Linked DNA regions of Manis javanica: region 1 is linked to region 2. A link is a contact called in public Hi-C data. All regions are on one chromosome and are shown on one strand. Each heading gives the region's core, a stretch centred on a gene start, on an enhancer-like site or on the middle of the called end of the contact. The rest is flanking DNA. Distances are from core to core; before and after follow the strand shown. Region 1 holds the start of IRX5 (iroquois homeobox 5). Region 2 holds the start of IRX3 (iroquois homeobox 3).

Evidence for each region. Hi-C and Micro-C count contacts between places; a contact is called where the count stands out from the background.
Region 1: a Hi-C map of blood shows a contact between it and region 2, with 8 times the contacts expected there. The contact joins the promoter of IRX5 here to the promoter of IRX3 in region 2. A contact is called at or near these places in 2 of 2 Hi-C or Micro-C datasets (blood and fibroblasts).

What each region holds. Positions count from the first base shown.
Region 1 is chr17:36,370,535-36,375,887 of MJ_LKY, reverse strand. IRX5 (iroquois homeobox 5) reads right to left here and starts at 2,412. Exons shown (of 4, transcript XM_037001465.2): 1 at 1,800-2,412; 2 at 342-747; 3 at 1-173. The coding sequence starts at 2,048. LOC108404974 (a long non-coding RNA gene) reads left to right here and starts at 2,667. Exons shown (of 8, transcript XR_012127032.1): 1 at 2,667-4,438.
Region 2 is chr17:35,836,988-35,842,167 of MJ_LKY, reverse strand. IRX3 (iroquois homeobox 3) reads left to right here and starts at 3,718. Exons shown (of 4, transcript XM_037001475.2): 1 at 3,718-4,706; 2 at 4,865-5,180. The coding sequence starts at 4,437.

The DNA of each region.
Region 1 (5,353 bases), core at 1,163-3,662, 540 kb before region 2:
CCCGCCTGGGGAGGGACCGCCGGCGCGGGGGGGCCCGGGCATCGCGTCGAGGCGGCCCTCGGATGGCGGCTCCTTAAAATCCGAGTCGCTGAGGCTGCCCTCGGTCTCCTTGCCGATTGGGGTGGGCGGCCCCTGCAGCCGTTCGCAGCCCGAGGCCGCCTTCTGCTCCACTCCTGCGGGTGAAACCCAAGCGGTCAGAGGCGCGAAGGCCGCGCGGGTCGGCACAGGTCCCTGCCTGCAAAGAACCCCTAGCCCCAACCTCCAGGCCCTGTGCGCCCCTCTCCTGGTCCCCCTTTTCATTCTTACTCCTGCTCAGCACACCCTTTCCCGCGTCCACCAACCTCCTTCGGGGCCCTCGGCGTCGCCCTTGTCCTCCGGCTTCTGGGGCTCATCCTCGTCGTTCTTCTCCAGATCAATGTTCTCCTCTTCCTCCTCGTCCTCGCTGCGGTTCCGCGGCGTCCACGTCATCTTGTTCTCCTTCTTGAGGCGCCGGCGCGCGTTGGCGAACCAGGTGGACACCTGGGTGAGGGTCATCTTGGTGATGATGGCCAGCATGATCTTCTCGCCCTTGGTGGGGTAGGGGTTCTTGCGGTGCTCGTTGAGCCAGGCCTTCAGCGTAGCGGTGGCGTCCCGCGTGGCGTTCTTCCGGTACGCGGGGTCCCCATATGGGTATGAGCCCAGGGGCGCCGCGTAAGGGTGGTACCCCAAGGAGCCTGCCATGCCCGGTGTATGGTCGTAGGGAGAGCCCTGCAGGGAGTAGGCAGAGAGAAGGTGAGAGTGGGCAATGGTCCTCGGTGCCACCTGGGCGACCGAGGCACAGGTTCCCTGGCCCGGCGGTTGTGGGCTGCGAGGTCAGAACTCTTGCTTCCCCTGGGGGTAAGGCTGGTAGGCTCAAACCTAAGGGCAACCCCTTCTCCTCAAAAGGCAGCAGGGGCGCTAACTCCTGAGTCGGTTTCTTCTGGGGCGCCTGAAACTGTTTTGGCCTCTCGGCAGCACCCTATAGGCCCCCATCTACCCGGTATGTCCGCACCCCATGAACAGATTCTGCCACCGGGGACAGGCCCTCCACCCGGAGAGAGGCCTAGGCAACGGCGGCGACTCTGCGCTTGGCGCCCTGGTGGCTGCATGTTAGGCACAAGGGGGGAGAACAAGGGAAATCAAGGCATTCTCCACAACCCCCAAAGAAAGGCAAACCCAAAGCTAAGCTTTGCCCCGGCACGTTCACCCCTCCAAAAATGTCACCCCAAACCAAAGCTACAGCGCTTTTCCTGAAAGTGCACCCGGCCGAAAAATCCCGGATACACCGCAGCTCCGCCGACTTTTCAGAAATGTAATACCTCCAAATCGGATTGCGAAGATAGGATTACGGATTTGTAACATTTTGGAGGACTAATTAAAGGTGAGGCCAAACACATTTACATACTTAGCACTCTTCTACTCAGATTTTTGGTCTATTTCTTTTGAGCTACTTTTCCAATATGGCAAAACCAAGAAAATAAAATGAAATAAAATTTTCAGGGCGGCCTGTAGCTCACGTTTGAACCAAATGCTGCGACCTCTCCCTGAAAAACGCCTTTTCCGCCAGCTCAGTGATCTGAGCAAGACGAGGCTCTCCTCTACCAGCAACTCCTGAGCCCGAAGCCAGGCGAAGCCGAGTAAGACAATCGCCCAAGTTTGCAGAGGCCGCCAAGCTTGGCGGGGGCAGTCCGCGGAGGCGCCGAGGCCCGTGGGCCCCGCAGTCCCCTCCAGCCCCGCGCGGTCGCTGATGCCTTCTCCCTCCGCGGTTCCGGTTCACTCACCACATATGAAGAGAAGGCGGCGGCTGCCGCCGCCGCGGGGTCTGCGCCGTACTGGAGGTGCGAGTTGTAGCCCGGCGAGGGCGCCGTGAAGGCGGTGGAGCCGGCGTAGGGCGAGAACGCTGAGCCCGACGACGAGCGGCCGAGCTCATCCGTACGGGGCCCCGAGATGACGCTGGTGCTGTACGCCGGGCACGAGTAGAGCGCCAGCGAGGCGGACGGCTGGTACAAGTAGCCCTGCGGGTAGGACATGGCCACACACGGGCATGGGGCGCGCCGCGCCGCGGCCGCCAACGAGCCGGGCGGCGCCCTGCGAGGGCGATCGGGCGGGCACCTGGCCTCCGGCTGCCCTGGGCCGCCGCTCCTCGGGTCCCGGCTGCCGGACTCGGGCCCGCTGCGCCTCCTCGCTGGCTTCCCGCGCCTCCGGCTGAGACTGCCAAGCCCACTCCTCTGCGCGTCTCGCTCTCCCCGGCTGGGTTTCCCCCCCTCCCTTGCTGCTTTTTCTTTTTCCCCCTCGCTCTTTGCACTGGGGGGCTCTGCTTTTGGCTTCGCAAAGGTCCTGCCAAGATGCTAAGTTGGAAATTGAGGATTCTGACGCCTTGTGCGCGCCTGAAGCTCCTCCTTCCCGGGGTGTAGTCGGTGGGAGGACTGGCAGGAGCCTCTGGGCGGCCGCAGCCAACCCAGCCGCCAGGCGCGCCTCACCCCCTCCCTCTTCCTCCCCGGCTCCCTCTCCCGCTCGCAGGCGCTCCCCTCGCCCCTCCCTCGTGCCCGCCTCTCCTCCGCGGCCCTCCTCTCTCTCCCCTCCTTCTCTTCTCCCTCCTCTCCTCTCCCCCCCGGCTCCTCTCTCTCTTTCCGACTCTCGAGCGCCGGCCCCAGGATGACAATCACATCCCCGACGCTACGATCTCTTCCAACTTTCCTTCCCTGCTAAGTCGAGGTGCAACCGAGGTTCCGACCGCAAGACGGGTCCAGGTGGCGGATCCGGCAGCGCGGGAGCACAAAGGGAACGAGGCCTTGTATTGAGCGCCGGCGAACTCTCTGCTCTGCCCTCGCCACAGTAAATCGCGAAGTTAGCGGATTTCTTGTTTTCCAGGAGGCCGGGCTCCTAGGTCGTTCGCCGCCCACCCGTCCCTAGCTTCTCCCCAAGTCAGCGGGCCCAATAACTAGTTGGAGACCCGGAGTGAAGGTCCATGGGAAAGCTGGATGGATGCCCGCCCTCGTTCGGGGCGCAGGGAGTCCGAGATGACTGTCCCTTTCCGCCAGCAGCAGCAGGTGGGATAGAGGCAGGCCTAGGACAGCTGTACTTCTCCCGCCCGGCCTTCCTTCCGCCGATTCCGGCCAGACGGCGAAGGAGACACGCGGGACCCGGGACTATGTGGGTAGCCCTTCTGTACACGAGAGGTAGTGGACAAGAGCTGTCAGATGGAGAAGCAGCTACATAGGAGTCGGTTTCAGGACCTCAGCACACACTCTCCCGCCCCCACAGTGCCTCGCTGCCTCCTTCTAGAGGCTTTGCAGCCCCAGCTCGCATCGCCAGGCCAGTTATGGTGGTGGACGGTGCGGGTTCTTTTGCCCTTCGCAGGCACGCTCGCACCCGCCCACCCTCCATTGCAAACATTCGTTAGAGCTGTGCCCAATCCAATCACTGTTTGTTCAGCGAGGCGCTGGCAAGGCAAACACACACAACTGAGTCACAGGCAAAGACCAGGCCACGACGGCCACACGGAATACAAAACAGATCCTCTGCCTGTCTCCTCACCACGTGCCGCCACAAGCCACAGACGCACTAGAACGCTGGGACAGACAGGGGCGCTGGTGAACCAGCACAGAGGCTGGCACAATGTTGGGCACTCTGCTGGAGCTCAGTATATCAGAAACTTTCTGGCTTTTTATAATGGAGTCACACGCAAGCGGAAGCACTACTGGTCCATATAGTTTCCTTCAGTGACTTTTCCAGAAGAGATATATTTTATTTCCTGAACTCCAGCCGCGGCACACAAACCCATTCAGCACACTCGCACACTCTCCGCTGCCGGACTTCACGCACGCGCGCTAACTCCTCCTCTCCGTCAGCTCCTGAGGCTCCGCCCTTCGAGCCGACCTTCTCCGACCGCCGCTCAGCCCAGCCCGATGCCTTCCTGCTTTCACCTCTAATTGGATGCTGGCTTCCATTGGCTCCGCCCTTCGGTGACGTAATCTCACTTCCCCCCGTTTCACTGCGCCGAGGGGCGGAGCTGGGCGGAGCGACGGCGCGCTATTGTCATGGAGACGAGAAGCCGGCCGGAGCGGCAGCCGCGAGTCGGTTGCCACTGAGGCAAGGCTGAACTGCCCAGACCGCCGGAGCAAGAGGGAGCGGGGAGCCAGCCAGTGGCAGCCTCTAAGACAGCCAAGGGGCGGTGTACTCCTGGGCTCTGTCTAGGCACGGGAGGTCGCTGAGGAAGCCCCGGAGCGTCCACGCCCTGCTCGCTTCGCGCCCGCCTCTAGCGGCCTCGGCTCCTCAGCGCCCGCCCCCGGCTCCGCCCGCTGCTGCCGCAGCTCTCCGCGCTAACGGTCGGTAGCAGCCCGCGCGCGCCGCCCGCCGGGGGCTTGCGCCAGCCACGAGGGAGCGTCCGCGGCCTGCGCGCCGGCGCCGCGGGGGAGAGGTGAGCCCCGAGTCCCTGTACCCGCCGCGTCGCGGCCGGACTTCCTTCCGCTCGAGCCGCGTGCGGGTTCCCCCGTGTCCCTCGCGCTGACCCGCCGCCTAAGTGTTAGTGTCACAGTTCCCGGCGGGTGCGCGTGGGCGGGACCTCTCCATCCGCGCGCGGCAGCTTCGCCCTCTCGGCTCTCGTCCAGGATGCTGATTTCTGAAATGGAGCCGTGGAGGTTTGTGCCACCGAGAATCAGTCTGTCGCACGGACATCCTCATTACATCATCCTGCCACTCTGGGTCGCTAGGCTATACACCCCCTTCTCCCGCCCCTCTTTTCTTTTACTTTCCTTTTTTTGGTGTCAAGGACTGGAGAGAATCCTGAAAGATACTGAAGCACTCAGAATGTATGGTTCTGTTGCTGTGGTTCTCACCTCCGCTCTACGTCAAAGTTAAGACTCATTTCTTAAGAATGTCTCTATTTTCTGCTTTATTTGAACATTGATGGCTCTGCTGCTCGGCTGGCCACAGCCGCCCTGCGTCCGAGACAGACTTGCGTTAATGTTATTAGGAGGCAGACGGGATACAGATAGCATCTGGTGGGGTTTCTCCGTTTTAGTGTGAAAGTTTTCGCATTTTTTTGCTGGTAAACACGAGGTTTAACTTTTTATCTTGGTAGTGGTGACGATACGTTTCCCTCTGCCCTCTTTTTTCCCCTTTATTGATCTGCTTTCCTGTTTGGGAAACTGTTTACTTGTTAGTAGTAGTTTCACTGGTGTCTTTTCGGTGTTGCCTTCTCCCCCAGAAGAGGTAGGAGCTATTTTCCTCTTATTCCAGGTTACCAAGACAATTCTTTTCATTTACTTATTTATTTTGACTTACTGTTGGATTTGTATCTCTCTTAACACTTTAACTACACTAGAGATAGGTA
Region 2 (5,180 bases), core at 2,469-4,968:
GGCCTGGTTCGGGGCGGCACAGGGAGCACGCAGCCCGCCGGCCAGCCCCGCGCACCTCCTCCGGCTCCCCGGGCCCGCGGCGGGTTCCGGGGCCTGGCTGGGGGCCCGCTCGCGCGCCGCGGCCCGCCACTGCCGGGGCCATTCAGGCTGTTTTCTCCCTCGCGGAGAGCGAAGTTGGCAAAGTTCCTCCCCAAGTTTCCCCGACGCTTTTCGGAACCCAGAGACAGGCTCGAAGGCCCTGGCTTCGGACGGGGAGCGGCAGCCCGTTCCAGGGCGGCTCTGGAAGCCGCCGACCCGCGCCTCCTGGGATTCCCGGGGTCCGGATTCCTGGCCTGATACAAATTCCTCCCGGGGAGGACGCCAGGCCACGCACTCCGGCGTCCGTGCGGCTGTTAATAGCGGAGAGAGAGAACGCGGAAAGGAGAGAGAGAAGAAAAAAATATTCTCAGCTCAATTTAAGTCTCATGGAAAGGGCTTACAACTGTAATTAAATCATTAAATTCTTGTCTACGCTTCACAGAGCGGAGAGAAATTAACTTCCCACCAACCTCATTTTCTATTTGAACATGAAATAATGATTTTCTGCCCGTCTAATTACAAAGCCAACATCTGATCAAGCCAGCATCCAGAGGGGATTATCGCATGCACGAGTATTAGACCTCATTACCAGCTTGAGTGCAAAATTATTACATCTTGTAATTGGATGGTGAGATTTATATACAGATCGGCCCGGTTTCTGTAAGATTGTAATTACAAGCTTCGTTGGTTAGCTACTTATCAGAACTTTGCAGGAAAACAAAACAAATGACTGAGGAAAACGAGCATTTCATTAACCTGTAACCCGAGCGCGGGGGGAGGGAGCGAAGGGAGCGTGCGCCGCGGCGTCTGCAGGAAACGGAGGGATCGCCGGTCTGCAAGGCAGCCCGGGGACTGCGGTTCTGGGAAGGCTGGACGCAAGATGGGCCTCTGCGGGGAGACCTGGGGCTGCACAGGCGCCCCCCAACGGGGACGCCGCACACTGTGGGACTGGGCGAGGAGGGGCAGGAAGGGGCCCTGGTAGTTCGCGGCTTGTATGCAGTGCTCTGCGCAGCCCCTAAACCTGGCGGGCCGTGAGCCCTGAGCGCACGTCGGGCCGCGGCTCCAGGTCTGAGTCTGGCAAACCCTGCTCTATGTGCCAGAGCGTGTGCTATATAGCCACCCTCTTCTAGCATTCCCCACACCCTGGGCCGCGTTGAGAGAACACCTCCGAAGCGCTTTGTGCGCTGGGAACAGGGGAAGAAGGCGAACGATAGAAAAGCTTTTTTTTTTTTTTTTTTTTTTTTTGCTTGCGGTGTGTTTGTGTGCGCATGCCTTTCCCAAATCAACTCCCCATGCACCTGCTTTTCTTCCTTATGTGAGTGTGAAACTGTGAACCCCATCTCTTGTATTAAAAATCCCTGGAAAAGGCTTGGCTGTATCCGGACCCGCGAATTTAGTGTGGAGCTGGAACTTACTGGCGCGGTCGAGTTGGGGAGCCAGCGCCACGTCGGGGTTTGATTGTCTAGGACGCTGAGTCCCGACGTGGTGCGCGGATCGCCCGGGCTAAAGAAGGGCTAATCCCAGCCGTAATTTAGGGTAACAGGGAGGCAGCTTCTGCTGGAACCTGGAGCGCCTGGAAGCATCTAATTAATTGCGGTCTTGGGTCTGCGTCTAGGTCTGGAGGTTCACCCTCTTAGGCCCTGGGCGCCCCTGGGCTGGCGTGACTGGTTCACCGAGAACAGTCTCGCCAATTCCCTGGCCTCTTTCTAGCTTCCTGCAGTCCGACGCAGCCAGGTCGATAGCTGGTTAATGCGTAAGAAGCATCTTTGGAGCTCATTGTTTTCTCTTTTCTTTCTGGAAGAGCTGCGTTAAGTAGCTGGCGTTTCATCCGGGCACTTAGAGCGCAGCCCCAGTTTCCCCACCTTGGAATCTGGGTTTTGGCTTCTCCCTGGTCTGGTGCAACCACTTTGTGCAAACTCTAGGATTTCAGGGCCGTCGAGGCTCGAAGTCTGACACCTAGGAAACACTCCAGCAAATAATGTTACCCTCAATTTTGGAACCCCGAGATTTTTCGCGAGCTCATGATTACCTATGCCACTTCACGGAAAGGTTTAACTGAAAACGAAATCAGGCTCCGGGGAAATATTTCAAAGCCGGAGCTTTCCCAGATACCTCTTCCCCCAGGGAGATTCCAACTAAGGCCAATGCCGGCTCCAAAAAGGAGCAGGTGGGGAGGGAATAAGGGAAGCAGTTTGACCCCGTGTGAAACACACATCAGTTTCCCAGTCGAATCCCAAACCTGGTCGCCCCCAGGCTTTCCCTTGTCTTCTCCCCAAATTTCCCCGCGGCGTTCACACCTGCTGGAGCCGCGGACCTGGGCCAAAACTGGTGGAAGGAGGCGGGAGAGTGAGGATGGGGTCAGAACTGGATGCTCCGGAGAGTTCATTCCCAGACTGGGCTCCTTAGAGCCTCTGAGACTAGAGACAGCTGGGGCGGAGATTCTCTTGTGGAATTCGGATTCAATTCCTCTATCAGTCAGCGCGCAGAGACCGGTTTCCGCCCGGACCGGGGCTGGCAACTCCACAGCAGAGTCACCGCCCCCCCCCCCCCGTTGTCCCTGGAGCGCCCCCGCTGCAGGCCTGACCTGTTAATCGGTGGCAGCCGCGGCCTAAAGCTTTTAGCCAGGAGCCGCCGCAATTCCGGGAATTTCAATCCCGCTTGCGGCTGCATGCCCTAATCCGTGAAGGTGGGCGCCCGGCTACTGGGATTTCAGGTTTGGTTTAGGAAATATCCCACTATAAAACTGAAAGTCTTGCCTCCCACTCCTACCAGAGAGCGGGGGAAGATCCTTGCAGAAAGAAAACAGGTTAGCGCGGAAACAGGGGAGCAGAGGAAGGGGTAGCGAAACGAAGAGCCTCTATAGACCGAAAACTCCAACATGCAAACTTCTCCAAGCGCTCTCCGCAAATTCCCGGAACCTCCGCCACCCGGGTCCCTGCTTCTCCCCCATCGCACGCCAGTTTGGGGCGCCAGCGGGCTCCACTTTCATGTTGCCCCTCCCCAGGAGCCCCACCACCACCACCTCACCGAGGCGCCCACCCTTCGGCCTCCCGCCGAGCCCGCCATTTCTAATGAGGGATTCGCACTCGGACCCTGAGGCGGCGTTATTGCGGCTAATTTCAGGGTTTGCAACTCTTGGGTGAGGGGCTGCTTCGAGTCCCCGCGCAATGAGATAGACTTCGAAGACTGGACTAGAACGCACCCTCGCTCATCCCCTGCGCACCCTCCTAGCTCCCTCCCCACGCCGCTGAGAGTGGCCCGGAGTCGAGGTGCGACTTAAAAGGGGGCCCGGGCGGAGGGAAGCCTCAGAGCCTGTGCTGGACCAAGGTCTGGTCCCGACCCAGGCCCCGCGCCGGGGCGGAGGGAAGGGGAGGAGGGGCGAGCTGACCCAGTACTAACCCCAATCCCCGCGCCTCTCGCTCCCCCTCCTGGCACAGGCCGGAGGGGGCGGGAAGGGACTCAGAGCCCGGCCTCCCGCCCCCGCCCGACGCGCAGTATCCTCGGGGGTGGGCGGCCTCGCCTGTAAGGCGCCCCGGCGATTGGAGACTCAGGAAGGACACGCAAGGAAAAGTCGAATAAGAGGGCGCAACGTCAGACCCGAGATTTGGGGAAGGGCGAGGGAATGGGTGAGGGCGGGACGGACGCACAGACACAGTTACGGACGCACACCCCCCGCACAGCACCCTAAGTGTGCACAACTTTAGGCCGCCTTAGCCCTGAGCGCCGAGGCCGGGGTGAGGGGAGAGTTGTGTTAAGAGAGAAAGACGTAAAAACGGAGAGAAGAAAGAGTGAAGGCAACAAAAAGGGGAGGAAAAGGAATAGTGAGAAAGGGAAAGAGAAGGCGAGACAAGAGTTTCCTAGTGTCCGAGAGAGTGAAAGAGCCCGAAAGAGCGGAAGCGATCCAGGGGGGAAGAGGAGCTCAGAGAGGGAGGGGAGAGGAAGGGCGAGGAGGGGGAGTGAAAACTAGAGGAGGACGAAGGAAGCGAGGCGCGACACTGCTCGGGGAGAGGAGGGCAGAGAGGAAGGAGGTGCGGGCAGAAGCTGCTCCGGCTGCGAAGAGGAGGGAGCGCGGCGCAGAGAGGAGGGGCTTGCGGGCCCGTAGAAATGTCAATCAGAGCCCGGAGCACCGGGAATCTCCGCCAATCTGTTCGGACCTGACCTGGCTCCTCGCCGCCGCCGCCGCCGCCGCCGCCGCCGCGGAGCAGATCAATAGGCGAACGCGGAGTGCTGCGCAGCGCGGGAGGCAGCGCGGCCCTAGCCCGGCCCAGCCCCCGATGCGCGCCGGAGCCCGCGGGCGGCGCTGAGCAGGGCGGCCCCGGGGGCCGGGCCCCCTCTCCGTCCTAGCCCCGCGGGCCACCATGTCCTTCCCGCAGCTCGGATACCAGTACATCCGCCCGCTCTACCCACCCGATCGCCCGGGAACTGCCGGAGGCGGCGGCGGCAGCGCTGGGGCCCGGGGCGGCCCGGGAGCCGGAGCCTCGGAGCTGGCCGCCTCGGGGTCCCTGTCTAACGTGCTCTCGTCGGTATACGGGGCGCCCTACGCCGCAGCGGCAGCAGCCGCGGCCGCTGCACAAGGCTACGGCGCTTTCCTTCCTTACGCCGCGGATCTGCCCATCTTCCCGCAGCTGGTAAGCACCCGGGGAACTCGGTATTGGGGGGTTGGAGATTGGGGTGAGCGCGCGGAAGTGGACTAGCGGGGTCCTGGCGGGGAGCGTGGAGGCAGCGACGGCTAGGGCTCATCCACGCTCCCTCCGCGCGTGACCCTTCCTTCTCCATGTGCGTACAGGGCGCGCAGTATGAGCTGAAGGACAGCCCCGGGGTGCAGCATCCGGCCGCGGCCGCCGCGTTTCCGCACCCGCACCCCGCCTTCTACCCTTATGGCCAGTACCAGTTCGGGGACCCGTCCCGTCCCAAGAACGCCACCCGGGAGAGCACTAGCACGCTCAAGGCCTGGCTCAACGAGCATCGCAAGAACCCCTACCCCACCAAGGGCGAGAAGATCATGCTGGCCATCATCACCAAGATGACCCTCACCCAGGTGTCCACCTGGTTCGCCAACGCGCGCCGGCGCCTCAAGAAGGAGAACAAGATGACGTGGGCGC